Linked DNA regions of Sus scrofa: regions 2 and 3 are each linked to region 1. The links are chromatin contacts, called in public targeted proximity ligation maps. All regions are on one chromosome and are shown on one strand. The core of a region is the stretch at or near the end of the contact, and the rest is flanking DNA. Distances in the headings are between cores, read along the strand shown. Region 1 overlaps ETV6 (transcription factor ETV6). Region 2 overlaps ETV6 (transcription factor ETV6). Region 3 has its middle 59 kb from the start of BCL2L14.

Evidence for each region.
Region 2: a targeted proximity ligation map of alveolar macrophages shows a contact between it and region 1. A contact is called at or near these places in 1 of 5 promoter capture datasets (liver), 2 of 47 Hi-C or Micro-C datasets (alveolar macrophages and liver) and 1 of 2 datasets of targeted methods (alveolar macrophages).
Region 3: a contact with region 1 is called in a targeted proximity ligation map of alveolar macrophages. A contact is called at or near these places in 2 of 47 Hi-C or Micro-C datasets (epiblast stem cells and fetal heart ventricle) and 1 of 2 datasets of targeted methods (alveolar macrophages).

What each region holds. Positions count from the first base shown.
Region 1 is chr5:60,530,773-60,534,429 of Sscrofa11.1, reverse strand. ETV6 (transcription factor ETV6) reads left to right here. Exons shown (of 8, transcript XM_005652587.3): 6 at 223-365; 7 at 2,514-2,614. Among named protein-coding and RNA genes, the nearest start is that of BCL2L14, 170 kb to the right of the region's middle.
Region 2 is chr5:60,603,042-60,606,905 of Sscrofa11.1, reverse strand. All of the region lies in intron 2 of ETV6 (transcription factor ETV6), which reads left to right. Among named protein-coding and RNA genes, the nearest start is that of ETV6, 170 kb to the left of the region's middle.
Region 3 is chr5:60,414,526-60,418,040 of Sscrofa11.1, reverse strand. No RefSeq gene overlaps it. Among named protein-coding and RNA genes, the nearest start is that of BCL2L14, 59 kb to the right of the region's middle.

The sequences.
Region 1 (3,657 bases), core at 685-3,184:
GCAGATGCTGGGCTTGGACAGTCTCAAAGTCCTCCACAGGTCAAGGTCACCATCGCACAGGCCTCTCTGCACCTTGGTCTCCTCACTGTAAAACGAGGAAGTTAGACAATCAAACCAAAGTAAGCAAATGCAGTCACTTGATTATTTTCCGATTTTTTTTTTGCTCATGGTACTTCAGCAAGACACCTTGTCAACGTGTTTTCTCGCCCTTTTCCTCTGTAGACTGTAGACTGCTTTGGGATTACGTCTATCAGTTGCTTTCTGACAGCCGGTACGAAAACTTCATCCGATGGGAGGACAAAGAATCCAAAATATTCCGGATAGTGGATCCCAATGGACTGGCTCGACTGTGGGGAAACCATAAGGTAAAAGGGCCGCAGATATGTGTCCTGTAAACAAGGGCCAAGTCCCGCCTTCATCCCTGGGTTGGAGGATAATTGTCTTCTGCTTCCTAAGTCTGGCAGTAATTAGCTAGTTTATTCTTCACTGGACAAACAATTAGACAGTTTGCAAAGGGAAGGAAATAATTAAAGATGCCCCTTTCCATTTGGCCCTTGTGCCAGGTGCCAGTTAACTCAGCACATCCCCGCCTGATAGGGCTCGTTAGGAGGAACCATCACTCCCTCCCGTGGCCTGGCCCTGCCGCCCACGCCAGCATTAAGAACTGGGTACCAGGGATGCCCTGCAGGACTCTGTGACCCACAGGGGCTTTGGAAGTATCGCTTCTGTTCTGCTCCGTTAGAAAGCCCTGTGGCTGCCAAAGCCCCATTCTACATGGAAAATACTTATCCTGACTTGAAAACATCTCCTTTAAAAGCAAACAGTGCAAGAAGTCTGACTGCCCCAGAATTTTCCACATAGAGGGGAGGGAATCAAATTTAAAGATATCGTTGGAGTTCCCGTTGTGGTTCAACAGGTTAAGAACCCATCTAGTAAGTGTCCATGAGGATGTGGGTTCAATCCCTGGCCTTGGTCAGTGGGTTAAGGATCCAGCATTGCCTCAAGGTGCAGCATAGGCTGTGGATGCGGCTCAAATCCAGCATTACTGTGGCTATGGCTGCAGCCTACGGCTCCAATTCGACCCCTAGCCTGGGAACTTCCATATGCCACAGGTGCAGCCCTAAAAAGACAACGTATATATATATAGTCTTTTGTAAGTTATGAAAACTGTGAATGTGTATAGGTATAAAGTGTAAAACAACCTAAACATCCACTGATGAACGAATGGGTCTAGAAACCATGCTATATCCATGCAATGGAATAGTATTCAGCCTTAAAAAAGGCGATTCTGCAGCATAGCGTCCTCAAGGTCCAGCCATGTCAAGTGAAATAAGCCAGTCACAGGAAGCAACTCTCCTGGGGAGAGGCAGAAAAGCAGCATTACTAATCAATCATTAAACAAGATGAGTTAAGTTCTAGAAATCCGATGTTCAACACTACCTATGGTTAACGCTGCTGTATTATGCACCTAAAAATTTGTTAAGACGGTAGATCTCATGTTCAGTGTTCTTACCACAATAAAATAAAATAGAGCAAAGTGGTCCCCTGCCAAAAAACATTTTTAATAGATAAATCTGTATTGCGACTTTTTTTTTTAAGTGAGGAGTTCCCTGGTGGCACAGTGGGTTAAGGACCTGGCATTGTCACTGCAGCAGCTCAGGTCACTGCTGTGGCCCAGGTTCAATCCCTGACCTGGGAACTTCCCCCTGCTGAGTAACCAAGACCCAAGCCTACCCACAGACAGATAGATGTGAGGCCAAGTTGGCCAGGCACCCTGAAGTCTCACCTCCAGATGGGGAGGGCACAGAGAGGGTACAGCCCAGCTCTGCCCTGGCTGCAGCCTCCATGGTCCGCAGCCCATGCTCTTGCCCCACTGAGGAGGACCTACCAGAGGCTATGACCAAATATGGCCAGGTCCCACTGACACGCTCCATCGCGTGAGTCACTGAGAAAAATCGCTCTGCAACAACTCCCACAGTGTGCCCTGGCCCCGGGGCCTGGAGCCACTGGATTCTTGCTTCCACAACAGAAATTTAAACCAAAAAAAAAAATCTCTTCCTTAAAAATGACAAGCCAGAAACACAAGTTGGACAAAGGTCATGTTTAAAAAAAGGAAAAAAAAAAAGAAATTCTCTGCAGGTCAGAAGGTGAAGGATGCCCCCCAGAATGGGGAGGGAGGGGTGGTCTGCAGGAAATTCCTCAGGCACAGCAGAGCGCAGTCCTGGGAGAGGAAGTCCAGAGGCCACCGTGGGTGTGCTTTGTTAGCGGGAGCTCCAGCCTCCTGACCAAGGCTGAGTCACCTCGGGAGAAACCTGGGCCTTGGCGTCGGTGAAAACGCAGCACAGTGGGCCTGGAAGGGAGCAGGTTAGCAGGGAGCTTTCCCCACTGGCAGGGCCCCAGGAGCAGCTGAAGAGCTGCATTTTAATAGCTCCTCCAGCACCTTTTCTGAGGTTCATTTCATTGTGTCTTTGTGCTTTTTTTTTTCTCTCTCTCTTCCTCCTTTGAACAAACAGAACAGAACAAACATGACCTATGAGAAAATGTCCAGAGCCCTGCGCCACTACTACAAACTAAACATTATCAGGAAGGAGCCAGGACAAAGGCTTTTGTTCAGGTAGCACTTCCTTTTTCTGCTTTCCTTCTTTGGGGAGGATATTGTTTTCTTCAAATAAGAGGGAGGAGGGAGATGGTTCAGATTGCTACCTGCCTATCTGATCCTCAGCACCATTGCTGCTACACACTGGATACCAGATGCTGGTTTGTTACACTGAAAAAAAAAAAATTAACTTATATCCATCCCAAAGACAAAACTACGAATAAACACACCTTTAAAATAAAGCAATGCTCAGATTGTATTATCTGGCCTTTATATCCACTGTTAAAGGGAACAATCAGTAACGAACAGCAAAGCAAGGACCCAACTCCCTTGAGACTTGGAAAATGAAAGCGAGGCAGGAGCATTATTATTATATTATTATCATGCTTCCCTGACACTGTAGGCTGATGTCTAGACTGCATGATTGACTCCTAGATGAATTCAACAATCTCTACCTCTGGTCCGCTCTCCTGCCTCCTGCATTCATGATACACACTGCCAGCTGCCCTGCACCGCCAGGGACTTGAGACAGACCTGGGCATATATGTATATTGCTTTAACATTTGCTTTTTTAACACATACATGCCCAGGTCGGTCTCAAGTCTACTGCCCTTTACGAGGCAGTTCAAAAGTCTGAAAGCTATTGCATTAGACGCTCCTCTTTCCAAAATCCCGCACAGCTAATGAGTTCCGACAGGTTAACCTACCTCATAGATTGTGATTCCAAGTTCTGTGCCAGAGAGGAGAAACAATAAAAGAGGAAGGAGAAGGGAGCTAAAGGACCAATCAGAAGAGGGGGACGTAGCCCTCTGACCCTGGTGTGATTGACGTGGTGAGACCACATGAAGCTCGGGAGAAGGTGGGGTCACAAGCACAACCATAGGTTCTGGGTGTTGGCAGGTGGGACAGAAGAGAGTCACGGAGGGGGCTAGAGATGTGGGTTTGGGTAGAAGATGACAGGATGACACTGAGGAGCTTACTGGGCTAAGTGCAGTGAACCTGGGCTTTAGCACTGCGAAGGCATGATAACTTAGGAGCAGTAAGAACAGTCGAAAAAAGGC
Region 2 (3,864 bases), core at 1,031-3,530, 72 kb before region 1:
TGGATGGTGGTATTCCAGAGTGAGAATTCACAGAGGTTGAGAGGACCACAGTAGCACTACATGTCAAATAGAAAACCTTGAATGTATACTCATAAAAAAAACACTGCTTTACACCAGAAAGAGCATGGAAGACTAATAATCCAAATGCATTTTCGAAGACCTAGAAAGAGCTGGGTGCAAGTGTGGAGGGTGCATGTGTGAGCACCTATGTCTTTGTCGGTGGCTCTGCAGCTCAGAACCAAGCCTCTGTGTGCCATGATCCATGATTTCTTAAAAAATTTAAGTATGAATTAGTATAAGAAAAGCCACACTAAAACAGAAATACCTGTTGTGTCTTGAGGTTCTAGTTGGCAAGATCCAATCTAAAGCATGGATGTCTATAACCATTAGCTAGATCCACGTGTCATATTTTACTCTGTTCCTGAATAAGATTAATCTGGAAAGCTGGATTGAGTACATCGTTAATAATAATCCACACCTTCTGGAAGATTCAAAATTATTGCTTTTTTTTTTCCTGCTGCTTTTGGAACTTTAGAGTAGGATTCCTGGGCTTACATAGACATTGCAGGTCATCTGGTCTACCCCCTCCCAGTGTGGGTGTTCCACCTGTGGCTTTGCTGAGTGGTGACCATCCACCTTCTGCCTGGACACTTCTAAGGGTGAGACCTCAGTGTCTCACAGGCAGTCTTGCCATTTTGAAACAACACCAATCGTTAGAAAGTTCTTCGAACTCTTAGATGCATGACATTTATTAAAACAAAGCCTCATGCCACCACCATAGCAGTGATACAGCAAATAATTGGTCCTCTGTGTTTTTTTGTTCTCCAGCTCTTATCTCCCAGGTATTGTTTATAACAGGATCTCAACCTCAACTAGTCTTTCTGCTTTTACCTCATGCTCTTCTGGTATCTAGATTATGGGACTCATTTAGAATCTAACTAAAAATGAGAAATCCTCTGTTTCCATAAATATAGCCCTTGGCAGTCAATAGGAAAGGGAAAGACAATTTCGCAAAGCCTGGTAATCATTCCAAGAAGTAGTGTCTTTTGGAACATTTTCTGGTGACCCTGCCACTGGGGTCATCTGCTTTTCTGTCCATTTTTCACAGTTTCCAGAAAAGACTTTCTGCCTTTGGAAAACCTCTTGGTCCTTCCTTCAGTGCCTGGATTTCTACCCTTGAACATGGATTTTTGTTTTAAAAAGCCCAGAGACCAGGGAGATGGCTCATTAAGCTCTGGGTGGTCATTTCACTCGAACATTAATCATTTTTAGATCTCTTCCTGGAAGCGTATTTTAATGGATGGGGGGATGAGGGGTGAGAGGAAACAGGGATGTGTAGATCACGACACAAGTTTCGGGGAGAGGGAGAGAAGGGAAGAAAGAAGAAAAGAAAGGCAACTTTTCTGAGTCCTGCTGGGGACCCAGCACTTTCACACATGTAATTTTCACAGCAATCCGTGTGAGTTGAGATCCACTTTTTACAGATTAGGAAATGAAGACAGGAAATGAAGTGTCCTGCTGGGGTCATATGCTAGCTAGTCTGGGCCAGGGCTGGGACTTAAAACCAGAGCTGCCTGACCCAAAGCCTGCACTGCTTCTCATTCCACCATATCCTGTCATTGAAGGGAAAAGGGCAAAGAACTGGGGAGCCAAGGTGGAATTTGCCTGCTTCAGAATTGTGCATAAGGCTCCCCCTGTCTGAAAGCATCCCTTTGAAATCAGATGCACGCACGTGGCAGTAGCAGTGTCCTAATGCTGACGAATTCTAAGCCTTGGCTTTACCGAAAGTTTATGTAACACTCTAAAATGTTTTATGTGGAATGAGGTATTTGTTCATCAGGAACCTTTCTCTGCTTGCTCAGAATACTTTTTATCCTTCCCTTATCCATTTTTATTAGCCATTTCCCCCTTTTGGGAAATGTCTTCACACTCCTCATGGGAATCTTGCCTTCTTACCAGAAGGCTGGGGAGCATAAGCTCTCAGGTCCCTTCCACCACTAGTCCTTGCAATATTTGGGCTGGGTGCTGTTAGGCTAAATCACAGGAAGCAGACTGCCTTTTTTGTGCACAGGCCCCTTGAGGGAGGTTACATTCTCGGGTACCCCCCCCCCCCGCATTAGTCACTGCCAGCGGTATGGCAGACCTCCTTAGAGCCACTCCTCTCACCAACACACCTTCCCTCAAATGCATTTAAGGCTTGTTTGGGATTATTTCCTGCCTCTCAGTCCAGCACTTTGGGGAGAGGACTGGGGGTGCACTGTCCCTGGTGGCTTTCCTCATGGCCCCAGCATGGGCCACCGTCAGCCAGTGGGAGGGTTTCTTGTGAGAGGCAGGTCTGTCCTACCCACCTTGGTATTCTTTCAGAGCAGCCACAAAACCACGCTTTCTCTATTAAGTACACATTCCTGAGACTGTAACAAAAGGCTGAGAGCAGCAGGGGAGCGTACTGCTCCAAGGGCTGAAGATTTAAAGGGTTTCATTTCTTCCTTGCTGGAGACTGTATTGTTTGAATGCAGTTTGGAAGCCGCTTCTCCACCACAAGGGGAAATAGAAACCTGCCCTAAAGCTGCACAGGGACCCCGACTGGTCTTTATCCTCATAGCTTAGTGATTTCCTGCTACATGATTGAGCGGCAGGGCGCCCTGACATCCATGAGGCCCCAGGAAGCCCTGTATGAATGTCCTCCCTTTGCTGAGTGGCTGCTCAGCCAGGCCAGTTCCCTTCAGCCAGAGCCCTGAGCCACAGCTAAGCTGCCCTCCCAGGATGGGGGTGGGAGAGCCTCATTGTTTTAGAAGAGATACAGGAAATCAGAGATTTCCATCCTCCCCAGTTGGGGAGAATTGAATTCTACAGAGAAAGTAGCCAGCTTTGAACAGAAAGCCCCCTCCCCTCACCCTTCCCCTCCGCAGCCCATCCCCCAGGGCACCCCATCTTACTGAACTGCACTTGGGGGAAACCTGCTTGCCTGCGTGATGGGATGGGCACCGTGACCGTGGGCTTGGCTGTGCTGCCAAGCTCTTGCTTTTTCAGTAGCAGAGTTAATGTGGCCATGACTCAGAATGATGGGACCCCAGATGCTAAGGAAGTGAACTAACTCCTTTTCAGCTCACAGTGGACTCATAGTCGACAGAATAGGTTTCATGTTCTAATGAAACCGCGCAGAAACTCTGTCCTTGGTGGCCGAGTAGCATGTGGGGTGACTCTCCCTCCCTCCCTCTCTCCTGCACTGCCTCCTCTCTTTTTCTTCAAGCCAGAGCCGAGAACTCTTTTCCAGCCCAAATTCCTTTAAGCAAAGGGTCCTTCCACACGTGACCTTGAATAGATTTCTTCTCGTGATATGCCTATCCTGAGCTGCATTCTGTTCCTTGGATCTAGGAAAGGCTGGAGAAATCTTCCACTCCATTTAAGGAGAGCCTGTATGGGTAGTGGATAGGACCTCAGGCACAGAATAAAGAACAGCTTACAATTATATAGCACTTTTCCTTCCAGGGAGTACCAAGCACTTCCTTGTAAATCCTGCCCTATTCTCGCAGAGCATGAGTTACTTCCTAGAAATGATTTAGGCTCTTTTGGAAAATGCATTGATTCTTTTAACCATCATGAACCCTGTTACAGTAAAACCTCTATTATCTGATCTTCTGTGAATTTGTAAAGCTATTATTAACTGGCACATTGCATATTTCACCAGTGCAATGACAGCTGATGTTTATGATAGTGACCCTGAACTTAAGATCTGAATTTTACCCACTCAGGAATCAAAGGAAGATTAAATTGTATTCAGGAGAGTTTGTCGTGTCTATTTTATTGTATTCAAATCTTTCTGAAGGGAGTCCAAGTGTATGTCCACTGTAACTTCCCCGAGTG
Region 3 (3,515 bases), core at 716-3,215, 120 kb after region 1:
GGGTGTGTCAGCTTGGAGGGATAGATTTTCTTTTCTGGTTTTTTTCTTTTTTTTTTTTTTTTTTTTTTTTTGTCTTTTTAGGGCCATACCCATGGCATATGGAAGTTCCCAGGCTAGGGGCCAAAACAGAGCTGCAGCTGCCAGCCTACACCACAGCCACAGCCACAGCCACGCCAGATCCAAGCCACATCTGCAACCTACACCATAGCTCACAGCAACGCCAGATCCTTAACCCACTGGTTAAGGGCCAGGGATCAAACCCGAGCCCTCATGGATACTGGTCAGGTTCTTATCCACTGAGCCACAACGGAATGCCAAGGAAGAATAAATTTTCTTCTCAGAGCTCTTTCGATGTCCTTACTCTGCAGAGCAAGTACACAGATGGGTGAACTGAAGTGCCAAGAGGCTGTGAGCAGCCCTCACCTCTGTCCTCCCCAGACAATGAAGAGCAGAAAAGAGGGGACTCGCCAAGCCATCAGCTTCATAGAGGGGACACAGAACCCAACTTCCCTGCCTTCCAGGGCAGGGCTTGCCCACTGCGCCATCCTGCCAGCTGTGATGATGGAGACATATCCGAAGGGCAGGAATCTTCGCAGGAAGATGGCAGAGAGCAGGAGGACGAGGGGGAATTTGCACCTGAGTGACTCCTCACAAAATCAGGATCATCTGAGTTCCTGCTAAGCAAAGGGCGGCACCCAGAGATTTTATCAGAGACCCTGGGGCCCTAGTTAATATGGGAAGATACCCATCTTTGCCAACAAGGCACTGACTGACCTTCCTCACCCCCACTCTGGCAGGGTGCCCACTGTTAGGACCCTGGGGCTCCCAATTCTCTGCCCAGTGGGTGTGGCAGGGGTCAGGCTTGCTAGTAGATGACCAGAGGGCAGGATGGCTTTGGCAACCACACACCTGGGTTCAACTCCTGCCTGGCTATGGTGCCAACCAGCTCTAGACTCTGAGCAAGTAAAGATCATGCATCTGGACTATTTACCACTCAACAATCTCAGTGTTTATTACTGTTGTTGGTGGTGTTATTTTTGTTCTTACAAGGAATCCACTTTGCAGCTGCACTGAAAACCCCTCATCCAAAAAAGGCAACAACAACAACAACAACAACAAAGCGATGGAGAAGAACCCAGTGACCCAGGGAAACTGCAAGCGAAACCAAATGCACTGTCTTGCTGTGGTTTGTGGTGTTCGACGCTCTTGCTTCGCGGATTGTCTGCGAGGAGGCGATGACCCCGTGCAGACCATCCTCCGCTTAGCAGTGGACGGGGCTCCATTCAAAGCCTCACTCCGACCGGGTGGCCCCGGGCTCCGCCAGCCCAGGCTGATGCTGTGGTTGTGGCGCCTGGGACCGAGGGCATCCACACTCACTTCCTGCCTGCCTGTCCCCACACGCAACGGCTCCTGCAAAAGGGGAACCCAGGGCCGCTCAACAGCTGACAACAGTTGGGCTCCCCTTCTGCGCAGCAAGGCCCTGAACGTTCTGCCGCCTTTCCTCTTCACAGTCAGCATGGAGCAGCCCAAGGGGGATGTGAGCCAACACCCAGAGCAACTGGGAAAAGAGCCGGCGCGCCTTTAAGATGAAGGTGGTGGGCAGCCATCCATCTTCCCTAAACACAGACTTGCCTTGTTCTTCCATTTCTGGCTGAGTGATAAAAACGTTAAATGTCATTTCCTGTATCAGTGGTTAACCACTAGATGCTGGATCAGAGATTTACCAGAAGTGCTGAAGTTAAGGAAAAAAAAAAAAAAAAAAAAAAAACTGCTGTTTTCAATAACCCTTTCTTGCACCCTGTGGGAACTATTTAACCTTTCCTGGGGGAAGGGGGCATGAAGGGGTTGCTGGATTTGGGCCTGAGCAATAACTTTTGGATTAGATTTGCCAAAGACTTCCTTGGGCTTCATACAGGAAGTGAACCGAGGCTTGATTTCACCACCCTGCACCCTCCCCCCAGGGGGTGAGCCGGGAGTGCGGGGAAAGTGGGAGAAATCCTCCACGTGCCCTCTGTGCCCACACCCCCCCTCAGGATACCCGAGGTCATTTGTTTTACACCCCATGTTTTCATGAAGGACTGTGGCTCCGGCTCTTTTGATTCCCCCAGCTTCCTGCAGCATCAGCCGGTGACAGGGAAGCAGCCTGGGAAGAGCAGCGCTCCCAGGAAACTTCGGCACGTGATGGGCTGTGGCCTCTGGGAGGGAGAGCCCAGCTTGACCTGGGGTTGCGAGTTCCTGGATTTCCCCATCAGCTTCTCCATTCAATGAATCCTGGGAGGCCCGGCTCCGTCCCACAAGGAGATGGCTGGATGACTGCAGCTTTGCTTGAAGCACCTCTATCTGCTGGGCACTTTCTGCCCTGGGGTGACCTCCATGGGGACAACACACAAAGCCACACTGGGCTCTGCCTTGTGCCCTCCACCCCTCCCCAGGCCTTAGGCGCCCCTCTCAGTCTGGGCAGAGAGGACAAGAGCTATGCTTTGTTGCAGCAAATGCATTTCCTACCCAGGACCATCTAGAATGTTCTGTGCACACATCAAACCGTCCCAGCACTTCACGGACATCTGGGGTGACCAACAGCCCAAGTCTGCCTGGGACTAAAAGGATACACAGGAGGCAGGACTTTCGTTATGAAAACTAGGAAAGTCCCCAGCAAACCAGAATGAGTTGGACACCCGAAGAGACCAGTGTGTGACAGGCAAATAGATGTTCCGCTTCAAAGCTGAAGCTAAACAAGTAGAAAGGATCCAGCCGGGTCAACTCAAAGAGGGGTGTCATCAGAGAATTCTACCCAACATTCTGTGATAACCCATGTGGGAAAAGACTCTGTAAGAGAATAGATGTGTGTTTGTGTATAAGTGAATCAATCCCTTTGTAGCACAACAGAAATGACCACAACCTTGTCAATCAACGATACGTCAATAAAACTTGAAAAAAAAAATGAAGGAAAGGAGTTCCCGTCGTGGCTCAGCGGAAATGAACCTGACTAGGAACCATGAGGTTGCAGGTTCGCTCCCTGGCCTTGCTCAGTGGGTTAAAGGATCCAGCATTGCCATGAGTTGTGGTGTAGGTTGCAGACATGGCTCAGATCTGGCGTTGCTGTGGCTCTGGTGTAGGCCGGCAGCAACAGCTCTGATTAGACCCCTAGCCTGGGAACCTCCATATGCCATAGGTGCAGCCCTGGACAGACCAAAAAAAAAAAAAAAAAAAAAAAAAAAAAAAAAGGAGGGATGTCACAGTGTACAAGTTCCTCAGGGAAAATGACATCATCACGGCTCCCCCACCGCCTCCAGAACATCCTAGAAGGCGTGCTCTCCTAATTCAGCAGTTATCAGTGGAAATCTGAAATCAAAGGCAGAATTGGAAGGGAAAAGACTCCGGGGGGGGGGGGGGGGAATGTATTCCGCCAACGTTCTTGTACATCTGTGAAACTCAGACTGATTTTCCTTCTCATCGTCTCAGGTAACAGCACCCCCAGCACCCCCGGGGACCCCCGGGAGAGTGCTGAGTGTCTC